Regions from separate parts of the Danio rerio genome. Here region 2 is linked to region 1. Evidence: chromatin contacts called from public Hi-C data. All regions are on one chromosome and are shown on one strand. The core of a region is the stretch at or near the end of the contact, and the rest is flanking DNA. Distances in the headings are between cores, read along the strand shown.

Region 1 (6,498 bases), core at 1,507-4,006:
GTTTGCTGGAACTTCAGAACTTTATTGCATGTCTGCAAAATGTAGTTACTCACCCAAAACATTTCATTCATGCTTCAAAACCCATCATGTCAGTAATTTGGCCAAGGCCTTCAAAACATAAAGTGTGTTTGTCCTTGTGTGACACTGCTCAAAATGATTAGTTGTTTTTTTACTATGACAGTCAACCAAGGAAATTAGGGTTTAAATAAATCAGATATTTGCTGAGAGGAGTCAGTAGTACCAGCCTGAACACAAACGTAACTATTTTATGTTTTGTCAGCTAAGTAGCTAATTCGTACGAATTTGTAGAAGTTCAGTCATATGAAAAAGTATGATTTTAAAAAGGAGACGTGGGGGATGTGCAAATCGTACTAAGTTGTATGAATGAGATCATACAAAGGTATACGAATTAACTACTAAATCAAAATGTTACAAATAGCTGTGAGCAGAGGCAGGTTGGCCATCTGGCAATTCTGGCAAATGCCAAAAGGGCCGGACCATTTTTTAAATGTGGGCTGGTCAGTTTTTGATTGTTTTTACATGTGGGCTGCTTTTATTTCTTGCAAGATGCGAATATGATGATGATGATGATGATGATGATGATATTAGTAATAATGATAAATGTTAGGCATTGGCCCAATCGGCAACGGCCAGTAGATTTCGAGATGGGTCGACCCAATCCGACCCAATCAAAGGTAAGGCGGATGTAATCAAATTCTGGCAAGAATTTCAAACAAACAGTAAGTGCAACACAAGCTTATTGTCAGAGATGGACCGTTAAAAAGGGAAGGCAGTGCCAAAAAGCTCAAAGAAAGCAAAAAAATGCTGTCAAATGCATAAAATTTACTGAAATATTCTCGAAAAGGGGCAGCGCAGTGGCGCAGTGGGTATTGCTGTCACCTCACAGCAAGAAGGTCGCTGGTTTATGCGCTACAGGTGAATTGGGTAGACTAAATTGTCCACGGTGTATGGGTATTTCCCAGTGATGGGTTGCAGTTGGGTGGGCATATGCTGCATAAAACATATGCTGGAATAGTTGGTGTTTCATTTCGCTGTGGTGACCCCAGATTAATAAAGAGACTAAGCTGAAAAGAAAATGAATGAATGAATGAAATGAATATGTATAAATTTGTTATAAACGGGTTGTTTTTGTTCCAGTCACATACATTAAATGTTTAAAAATTAATTAAATATGGTACTGCTTATATTATTTCACCATCTGTACACCAATATAAGTATTAAATGTGTCCGTGGGTGGGGCTGTGTTGGCGTGGTAATGTGGGCTGGTATGGCAACAGTGCCAGGACTAATTTTTTGTCCCAGTCCGCCCCTGGCTGTGAGATTGTTTTGATAGTTCATAAAAAACATATGAACATTTGTATTTATACAGAACATTTATTTTTTACATTTCATTTATTTATTATTTATATGTAAAGTGCAATCTTGCTTGTACAATTACTCTATTGTACATTTCATATTTCTTATGTTACCATAAATATGCAAAACATACTAAAAAAAAAAAAAACGACTATGAAAAAATGTATTCTTGGTGGACATCTTATTGCTCTTGTGGATCAAAGATGATAATTGTTTGATAATTGAATGGATGGTTTTGAGTGTGATAGCTTACATGATGAATAATGATTGAGAAGTTATGAAGAGTTTGACTCTTTTAATGAGAATGGACTCATCAGTGTTGATTAACAAGTCATATGAAATTAGTTTTTGTCTAAACTACAGACAATTGTACTTATTGTTTGCACACATGTGCCAAAGCATTTGCACTTTGCTTTAATCAAAAAGAAATTCCACTCTGATGTGAAAGTAATACTTTCATTTGAAAAATGAGCCAAAGCAGTTGAGAAAAACTGTTATTGTATCTTTTGTTCGTTTAACGCTTATATTGTGAAATTTGGGTTATTTCACAATATACATTGCATTATATGTATTGGAATGTGGCATATGTTTGTAATGATGCAAACATATGTTTAAGTTTGAGTACACATGTTTATTTTGCACATACAGTTGGGGCGATGCGGTGGCGCAGTAGGTAGTGCTGTCACCTTACAGCAAGAAGGTTTCTGGTTCGAGCCTCAGCTGGGTCAGTTGGCGTTTCTGTGTGGAGGTTGCATGTTCTCCCCGCGTTTGCCTGGGTTTCCTCCAGGTGCTCCGGTTTCCCCCACAGTCCAAAGACATGCAGTACAGGTGAATTCAGTAAGCCAAATTGTCCGTAGTGTATGAGTGTGTATGGATGTTTCCCAGAGATGAGTTGCAGCTGGAAGGGCATCCGCTGCGTAAAACATATGCTGGATAAGTTGGCAGTTCATTCCCGTGTGGCGACCCCAGACTTATTAGTGTGAGGTCAGTCAGTCATTCATAGTGTATATGAGCTGAGAGCAGAGCTCATTATTATGCATGACCCTTCCAAATAAGGTAAAAACTGAGCTTTTCATTCTAGGGCCTTGTTTCTACATGAGCTTGTAAAGCTGTTTATTGATTTTTTTTTATTTTATTTACCTAAACCTTACCTAAACCAAACAGCTTCTATGTATATGTCAGAGAACAACTTAAACATAATGCATTCCATGTGACCTTTAAATCATAATCAAGGACTCATTTAGTGTCGTGTGCAGAATTATGCGTTTTCCCTTAGGGAACATGTGTTGTTTGTGCTCTTTGGCTAGTCAGGTAATCTTTAACTGAGAAGTTTTTTTAGTGTTTGGTCTCCTCACCTTGAGAAGAGGTGGAATGTGGCAGAAACAAGCAGAGGGTGGTCATTGTTATTGTGTTAGGCTGATTACTAGCATAAAATCTGCTGTGGGATGCAGACTGCGGCTCAAAATACCAGATTACTTACCATGCAGCTGTGCTGGCACTGCCATCTTTGACTTTCTTTCTAAACTGTCAAAAAATAAACTATTGATAGAGAACATTAGCTGTAATCAAATGTGCTAAAGGCAAAAGCATCTCATTTCGGCCATGAAGGGCTCAGCTTTGTGGGTAATTGTGGAATGTTCCTGCAGAGTACTCGGCATCTCCACTGCAGCAGGTAGGACTGCATCTTTGTTATTTTTTTGTTGGCCTCTAATTCTTCAAGATAAAAATATAGGTAACACTTTATAATGGAATTGTGTTAATGCATTTACTAACATGAACAAACAATGAACAATAATTACAGTACTTATGTTAGTCAACGTTAGTCAGATCATTGTTAATTCATGTTAACTCACAGTGCATTAACTAATGTTAACAAGCACAAATTTGAATGTTATTAATGCATTAGAAAATGTTGAACTATGATTAATAAATGCTGTACAAGTATTGTTCCTAATTTGTTCATGTTAGTGACTAAATTAACTAATGAAACCTTATTGGAAAGAGTGACCAAAACATGTTTCACCAGTTGTAAAGAACATAGATTAGCATTAGCCATTGAATTATTTTGCCATGGAACTGTTGTTCTGAAATCTGTAGTGGATCTTGTGCTAATTACCAACATGACCTGATTTAAACCGGAAAAACTGCAGTTTTTTTTTTCCACCAGTATATGCTAATCCACCACAGGGAGTAAATGAATGTTTAAAGACTTTTTTTTTTTAATGAGTAACAGTGAAATACAGATGACTGATATTCCTGTCAAAGATTGCATTGTTAGATGTTACTGCAATCATTATTACAGTTTAAATAAATAATAATGGGTTTTGTTTTCTGAAAAAAAAAATGAGACTATGTTCTTTTTTATTTAACATTATTTTATATTTCCCACTAATAATGAAAATAAATGTTAATCTAATTTCTAAGCATTAATTCCCAACTGGTGTTGTTAATTACACTGTAAAACCCAACAGTCAACTTAATCAAATGAAATGACTTAATTTAATAAAAGTTAATTCTACTCATTTGAAAAGAGTTTTGAACTCAATATCGAAAGTAATGACATACTCACATAGATGCATTTTTACCTCAAATAGTTTGTTGCAATCGGTTTCCTTAAATGGTTTGAGTTGCCTTAACTTACCGGGTTTTACAGTACTCAGTTGGTTTGAGTTCTCTTTATTTATTGGGTTTTACTGTGCTCAATTTGCTTCATTTACTCAAATGGTTTGTTGCAATCGGTTTCCTCAAATGGTTTGAGCTACCTTAACTTATTGGGTTTTACAGTGTATTACTATTAAACATTTTACTATTAAAAATCAAATGGTTTGTATTCAATTTACAAATCTGAAGTAAATGTTTAATTCATGCTTATGATCCCCACCCTCAATTTGCCAGGTTTAAACTTTCTTTTTATTTATTTATTTATTTATTTTTTGCATTGCACAGTGAACTGGACAGCTGCGGTGTGCATGGGGCAAATCTGACATCTTGTGGTCACAAACAAAATTGCAAGCCTTTTTTATGTATAAGATTTAATGTTATGATATCTGTAACTAAATTATTTCTTGGTTGATGCTTAACAATTACATAATTAATACTTTACAGTTGTACATTTAAAAAACACAATACTAACACAAAAATAATAATATCAAAAATGTACTTGTTCACAAAGGGCAACAACACACTTATAAACATTTAAAAAGGCATAAAAACAATCTGTGTTATGTAAACATGGAAACATGTAAATAAAGTAAATGAGGTGAGCAAAGTACATGATGCACACATGCTTTTCCATTTATGCCTTTAAATTATATTTAGGCATCTCTTCTCTGACGTTTGATGTTGAAAATTTAACATTGCAGTGTAACAAATGTCTAGGACCAGACAAAATCTGCGGACATTTTTTTTTGGTATTTCTGCAGATAATTTTGTAAAAAAAAATCTGCAGACTTATGCAGAATTATTTTAGAAGTATCATAACTAAAAAAAATTGTTAAATAAAAATAATACCTTTTTAACTTTTATTTCTATTTAGATCTACTTATTTGGTAAACAAAGTAAATCTCTCATATAAATCTACTAAAAAGCAGAAAATATTACTTCACAATCTTTATTGTAAATAAATCATATGAACATTTGAATATTACTATTAATATATCATAATAATATTAGTGAAATTAATTTAAAAACTGAATAAAAATAAATTTACACACATTTACATAAGTAAATACATAGCTTTATAATGGGCTAAACATCTACGTATTTTTGCACATGTGGGCCTACAAATGTCTCATCATTTTTTTTATTAGGTTTTAATAGTTAGAAAAGGAATTGATGTTAGTTTTAATAGAAACTGTTTTGGTCATGTGGGTCTCCTCTGATAATTTGGTGACTTAAAAGCAATAAATCCATAAGGAAAATGTCCAAAAACACATGCACACAAACAAAATACTGGTTTTAATGGTCATAATTTTGAGGTTTGGTATAGTTTTAATATCATTTTTGGTGAAACCTTTAAAACTTTCTATGATGATTTCTTTTGTTGTTTTCAGCAGGGTCTTAGACATTGTTTTAAAATGATACATTGATAGTTGGTCAATTGTGCAAGAAAACCAAGTGGGTTTTCTGTTATGTTAAGGAGTTTTCACAGTGATGACCAAAATACTACTTTAATCTCCTCTGATTATGACTCCTGCAGGTTGAGGTTACAGTAACATGAGTCCTGTGTGTTTGTGTTGTCAGTTTTGTGTGCAGTGGGTATAGAGACTCAGAGTCAGGGAGAGTTCACCAGTTTGGCCGTTTATCTCCTGTGAGTATCAAAACCAGCACCAACTTCATTCATAGGCAGTTTTTTCAGACTTGTCTTCATGTTAGGTCTGTTTTCATCTATACTTCAATGAACAACTAAGTGAATTTTACAGATACAGATGTCTTAATTTAAGAGAATGTAATCTTTTTTTTCTTTGTAACATTATGCTTTGTATTTTTATTATAATAATGATAAAGAATAGCTTTGTAGTTTTGTCAAATTATGGATGTGGGGTGTTGTGTGTCCAGACTTTTTTTTTATGACTATTGTGTACACATACATTTTTGTATTTAGTCAGTAGTGTTGACTTTGGCTGGAATTGTCAGGGTTTTTGACGCCGGTCATAGGGTGGTGTGTTCCGAGATAATTCATAAATGATAAACGTGATGCCATACCACAGTCTGCCCAAACAGATTTATTGGTACTATGGCAATGTCCTCAAGGAGCTGAACACAACTGCTAAACAAACAAACAGAGGACAGATCATCGTCCTCAGGAACATGAAGCCCACTGTCTCTGCATTTCTAACTATAGCTGGCAGTACAGTAGCACCTCATGGGAATTACACACAGATGGAGGCAAACAGGCCTCTTGTCCCTGAGGATCTGCTCTTTCTGGGCTCACGGCCAGACCAGAGAGGTTCTGCATGAACAACAGAGAGAGATTTCCATGGGGATTAAACATAAAGTGGTTGTTCACATGCATGAACTCCAGAATACCATAAACAGCCTGAAATGTATGATCAAATAACTGCTAAATGGTAATGAACCTGTACTGTGTCTATGGATAAAAGAAATAAGAAAGAACAAGTC
Region 2 (6,498 bases), core at 1,162-3,661, 360 kb before region 1:
GTAAATGCTAACATGTTAAAATAGTTGTAAAAGAAATTAGTGAATAACCAATCAACTTTTATACCATTCTATACCTGCATAATCAAAATAGTTATTTTTTTATTTACATTTTAAAAGATATTAACATAACAAAATGTACTTTATGCTGAAACAATTATGTAATTACTTGCTAAACAATGGCTGACTTTAACTACACTCATCATTTAGAAAATTTTACAGAGAATCTGAATCAGCACTGCCTTCATTCTCTTATGACTGATCATATTTCAGTAATTATATATATATATAAACAGTTTATACAAACTAAACTGTTTGTTTCTGTTTTAAATATATTATTATTATTACAATTAAGAAAAATAACATTATTCTGTATGCTGTGCCGAGTATTTTTTCCAAATAAAAATGTAAATGTATTAGGTGTAACAGGTGGTAGAAACAGACTCAAACTGTTAAAATAGCACATAAGTTCAGAAATACACAATAAAGTAAACGATATGTTGGTGATAAGAGTAACGTTAGAAAAATGAAGTGAACAGGATGAGGAAGAAGAAAGTGAAATGTTAACCAGCGGATCAGTACGATCTCTTCCATTATCATCTGTTACTGTGGAACAGCTTCTTCCATCTTTAAAACACAACTCTCACCTTTTTGTTTCAGGACTCCTCGATCCTGCTGTAATAAATGGGAAACTCGATCGATCTCACCCCGCTGAACCGATTCAAATATACAACTTCCTGAAACCTGCAGCATTCTGCCAACCGTTCATTTACGCCTTCTTTCGGCCGAAGAAACCCATGGCTAAGTGCAAGATATTCATTATTTAATGATATTTGAATAATTTTGTTAGGTTCCTGCAGCCAATAGGTCTCGGTCCATTATAATACCGTTAGATAATCAATCATCCGATCCGACAAAACAGCCAATCTGATAATATGTAAATATACAGATCTGATTTGAGGAAAGCCCCGCCTTCTGTGGGTGGATTCAACCAATCGACAGAATGTATGTAATACCTTAAATGTCCTCTAGTGGATGCTTAGTGGCCCAAAGTACTCTCCATTAGAAATGCATTCGGTGTTTTCACTCCTCTGCAGACGTCTATAAGAACTAACTTATTGATTAACGCCATTGAAAAATGAAATTTCTTATTAAAATATATTTTTAAAAAGTAAGTAAATAAATAAAGATTCAGTTGCCTGGGTAACGTTAATTACATAAAACTTCCGCCGGTAATACCCGCCCATTATTTATTTCCTGTTTCCGTATTAGCGTCAAATTTAAAGTAAATTCATTCATTCATTCATTCATTCATTCATTCATTCATTCATTTTCGGCTTAGTCCCTTTATTAATCTGGGGTCACCACAGCGGAATGAACCGCCATTTAAAGTACAACCTATGTAAAATAAAAAAGCTGAAACAATTTCTAAGTTACATGTTTATTTTAGCAAGTTTTTCATAAAGTTATGTTACCTTTTTGTCGGACTAATGTGGCTCGTACTGTCTTTATGTCTGTCCTGTAACACATCTTTTTACATCTGTTCCTGACCATGCAAGACAGAACGCATGCTGGTATTGTTTTTTTTTTTTTTTTTGTGCTGAAGTAAACCAACCAAAATCCCATTCTCAGATAATTTAACCTATGGAGTCAAATCAGGGCCTTTTATACTTGAAACAAAAAATAGCATCTTGATCAACAGATCAGTAATCTTAAAATCACATGGTAAAAGATATTCTAATATTGTATACATATTTAAGCTATTATTTCGTTTAGTCATTAATTTTTAACTGTTCTTAAAAAAAATAATGAATGTATTTGTAACTAGGCATTGATAAAACTGTTTTATTATTGCTTGGGGTTTCACTTACTTTTATCTTAGTGTTTATTTTTTGTGACATTATTAGTTTTATATAATAAATCGATTAATTCTCTGAATTTTTAATTTAATTTACATTTTTACTTTTTTTACGGACTCCATTGTGTCTTTTTCATATTTGGACCCCAGATAGCCTATTTAAAATCCTCTCTATATAATATTTTTTGTAATATCTCAACTCACCACAAGATGTCGCCATTGCTCTTTGTTTGAATTATTTACGCTCTGTCAATTATCAGAATCACTTTAAACACCAGAGGGCATAGACACTATCTACATTTCCTCAGACAATTTTTTTTTTTTTTTTGATTGGTCGATTTAGAATATTCATTTTGGAATAATACAACTAATGCAGCCCTGTTGATCTTCTGCTGTGTGGAAAACACACGCACATATGTGCGCTTTGAAAATACTTCTGCTTTTTTTACTAGGAAGTGAAGCACATGACCAGGCGCAGCTGATGTCAGAGTTTCACATTGTGCAAAGTTCAGCCAGCCGGTGTGGATAAGGCAGATTAGGAGGCATGTATGAACTGGCCATTCACTCACCGAGCGTTGTTGTGACATGGGAAGCCAGAGGAAAGCCTTCTGTCCAGCCATAAAACGACGTACACAAGCCTTGTCAATGACTTGAGATGCCACCTACTAAACAACAGGTACGTTTTAGATTGGAGCATACTGAACTGAAGTATCACATAATACTTTCAATGGTTAATTCCTTTATACTGCATATGCAAACATCAGATGTTGACAGCTTTATTTTGAGAGGTCGCCGTTTATTTTGGGGCGTGAGTGTTTTACTGTAAGTGCATTTAAACCTGTTCTGTCACCTGGAGACTCAACTTAAAGGTAGAGATAAACAAGGAAGCTTGCTTGATTTTAGCTAAGTGTTTCATAAGCCTCATTTGTTTGCCATCCAACTGATTTGTTTGGTCAGATTTCATTGCATAAGAGCCAGGGCGACTGCTAAAGAGCGTCAAGAAACGTTACTGCTGTTAAGGCTGTAAATAAAATAAGAAGATGACATTCAAGTGTTGTATTTAGATAGTGAATGAATAAACTAGTGAGGGACTGTGCAGTGCAAATATGTCATTTATTCTGGAATGCAAGTTGTCCTCCCTGTAGCAAAACAAGCCCACATCTTGACATCACAAGATCACATTAACGTGTGAACAGCTGATTGTAAGATGCAGGAAAACCCACTGAATTACTGCTGTGATTTGGCAATTGAAGGAAAGCAGTTAAAGATCAGTATTTCATTGTCAAACATTTCCTTTTCTACGATTTTGCATGAGATTTTAATAATGAATATGTTTAAAAGTTTTAGATAACTCAAGAGAGTGTGTTTTATCTTAAAGTTATGGTACTGACCAAGTACCCTAAAGATCTGTACTGTAGTAGCCCAGATATTTCTTTTGGGAAGAATTTGATGGATAAAAATCTAAAAAGGTTGTTTTCGTGGCACATTCTTGAAGATCCAGTAAATGTTTTGAGATGTTTTATCTGTATCGACAGTAAGTGTCTTTGTGTAATTTTATTTATTTTTATTTTTTAAAGGAGCCGGATGCGGAAATGGACAGAGTCAGTAAGGAGAATGGGGAACTCAGCGCATCAGGGGAGAGTGCAGAGAGCATAGAACTGAAAGCCAGCCAAATCAACAGTGATAAAAATGAGGACCTGAAAGAAGACAATGATCTAGAGGAGGTTCTGAGAGAGCAGCTAATTCAGCTGGATACTATAAACCAACAGTCACCAGAACAAAGAGAGCAAGAGCTCAGCCGACTCCTGCTTCTGTTCATTCAGGTACAGTAAATCAGTGGGACAACTGAATAAAAATGTTGGGGCGCAAATGTTATTTAATCACAGACACAACTTCATATTATACATGAGCATATCACATGAGTAGCAGTGTGATATGGCTGGATTTCGGCACTGGTGGGAGTTGGGCCTTACGCCCCATTCACACGGGGCTTCAGAATCAATGCTTGACTGAAGGCGTGTCTGAAGCCGTGCCAATCAGGTCGCTTACTGCAAATACACCATTTCAAACAGTAGCCTATTGCTGACTAATTAAATTGGCTGACACTGCTATAATGATCGCGTCAGCCAATTAAATTAGTCAGCAATAGGCCACTGTCTGAGCTGGTGTATTTGCAATAAGGCATCTGATTGGCTGACGGTTCCTTTGGCGCTTGAAAAGTTGAACAAGTCTCAACTTCTGCAGCAAGCAACGCCTCTAAAGCGGTGCCGATGGATCCACAATGCATTTTGGCAACGCCTGATGTCACCCATTTAAAATGAATGGAAAGTGTCTCACCAGTGATGATATACAACCTTATCGCACTGCTACTCATGTGATATTGCGCTTATACAACAGTTCGACAGCATAATCGTGTGTATAAAAAAGAAAATCAAACAAGAGAGTCTTAAAACCATTTTGTATGAGGAACTACGTTCTTCCCATTCATAAACATCTGCAGCTGACGTCGAAAAAGCAGAAACCGTTGCTACTTCACCAACGTCACTTTAGAGCAAGTATTGAAAGATTTTCTTGCCTAATGTCTAAAATGAGGACTGTTGCTCCCATTTTAATATTATAAGGCTGAACAACAAGAAATGCCATCAATCTACAGAGATTTCCCAGTATTTCTCTGCTGCAATCAGATCACAATAATTATCCCCGAAAAAGCCAAAGCAGCACAAACACTACCAGATTACTGTTGTTTTTGCGATAAGGAAAAATTTTAAACACTTGCAGGCATTTCTTTTTTCTTTCATTTTACTGAACTAGTAACTAGCAGTAACGAAAACATGAGATTCATTAGAAACAAACAGATGGCCAAGCAAAAAGTAATTCAGGGTTATACAAAGAGTGGCCAACACAAAATGCATACATTCCTGATATGTGAGTCCCGTCTCACACTCAATACACTACAATACCTACGGTATAAATACAGCACTACTACATACAAAAGAGAGAGAAGGTCACTCATCAATTTTATGTTTTGATCAGCTGTAGTTTGAAAATACGCCAATCTTTTTTTTCCCTCTAAATGCTTACTATGCGTTCTCTGCCATCATCTTGTGGCGGAACTTCAACCATCTTTGGTCTGCTCAAAGACAAAAATAGGCACTATCCTTATAAATAAACTGCATAGATGCAATCTAAACAACCACATTCTCACCTAAAAACTCTCAAAAGTATATTATGTTGTCCAACAGCTGCAATATTTGTCAAACTGTAGTGAGTTTATTGATCTGCTGTCACACTGTGTAGGTGGATTAAGACAGAAGGGTGAAGAGGCTGTAAGAGTTCTGATATTGCAAAATATCAGACAGCTATCTGCCATTCAGATTCGAGAACCAGACAGAACTGTTGTATAAATAATATTATCTAAAGATATGTAACAAACACAAGCACATAAATATGACAAATTAAGGCAACTCCAAGAAATGAGAAGAAACAGATTATCTTAAACCGTTTAAAAATATAGTACTGTAACGGCAATACACAAAGCGATACTGAGTATAATTTCACCAGATGATTCCAACGGCTCTATTTAGAAAAAAATCATTATTTTAGAGTAATTGAAAAAATTTTGTAGAGCATTTACATAAACTATGAACCAATAGCAAGCATTAATAAATACAGTAGAGCAAGGACACACAAAATAAGAGCTTTTTAGTTTTAATGGTAAATCCAAATTGCTAATCCTGCGACGTGACTATTGCAAATACATGCAATACGATATCAATGCTGAAAACATACATTGTGCAGTCCACATAGTAAAATATTACATTTGAATTCCTCTTAAATGTACAAGTGCAACTCAAATTTGCTTCTAGCTAACAATTTAGCTTTCTTAGCTTCTGTTTTACTGTTTAGCAAAGAGACATTCGCTGTTCTGAAGTGTTCACACTCATTTCCTTTTAAATAAAGCATCAAATTGTGTTACTGGGTTTTTGCTAGTTGTCACCCTAACCACAGGCTCTAATCTTCAACACAATAGGAACCTCAAAAAACACAGACAGCTCAGAAACCCATATTAATTCCAGCATAACCAAGTATTAAACACTAACAGCCTTTCCCTGATAATTATCTTGAGGAAAAACCTGTGAAGTAACATTTAAGGTGATTTTTCTATTGGTTTTGAACGCTTGTCTATACTTCAGTTCCTACCCAGACTGTGTTCACATGGTGATTTTTGGTTCTGAATCATAATAAGTTTGCATCACAGTTGTAGCGGTTTACATCTTTGCCATTAAAGGGCGACACATGAGAAAGTGTGTAATGGTTGGATACTTTCGCTTTCTTTTCTCAAGTTTGTACTTTTATTGTACAAAGTTTTTAAAGACTTACTATATATGTGTGTGTTTAAATGGAGGGGACATACATGGTTTTAAAAAAAGTGAAGAGAGTTGATTTCGGCCTAAGAATTCTTGCAGCTTGCAAAACACTAGTTGTACTTGACAGCAGGGGCAGACTGGCCATAGGGAGCACCGGGACATTTCCCGGTGGCCTGACGGTCAATCTGGCCTGCCACCGTGAGTCTGGCCTGCCACGCCCCCATTAACCCCCCACCCCCCGCTCTTCACTTTCTAGAGCGAACTGTAACATTGGCC

Evidence for each region. Hi-C and Micro-C count contacts between places; a contact is called where the count stands out from the background.
Region 2: a contact with region 1 is called in a Hi-C map of hematopoietic stem cells, with 2.1 times the contacts expected there. The contact joins the promoter of wdfy4 here to the promoter of tmem72 in region 1. A contact is called at or near these places in 2 of 18 Hi-C or Micro-C datasets (hematopoietic stem cells and an unstated tissue).

The regions. Positions count from the first base shown.
Region 1 is chr13:34,104,487-34,110,984 of GRCz12tu, reverse strand. It overlaps tmem72 (transmembrane protein 72), which reads left to right and starts at 2,756. Exons shown (of 6, transcript NM_001328086.1): 1 at 2,756-3,049; 2 at 5,620-5,686. The coding sequence starts at 2,980.
Region 2 is chr13:34,465,084-34,471,581 of GRCz12tu, reverse strand. wdfy4 (WDFY family member 4) reads left to right here and starts at 2,411. Exons shown (of 63, transcript XR_012388779.1): 1 at 2,411-2,531; 2 at 3,433-3,678. si:ch211-223a10.1 reads right to left here and starts at 1,267. Exons shown (of 10, transcript XM_068213074.2): 1 at 1,014-1,267.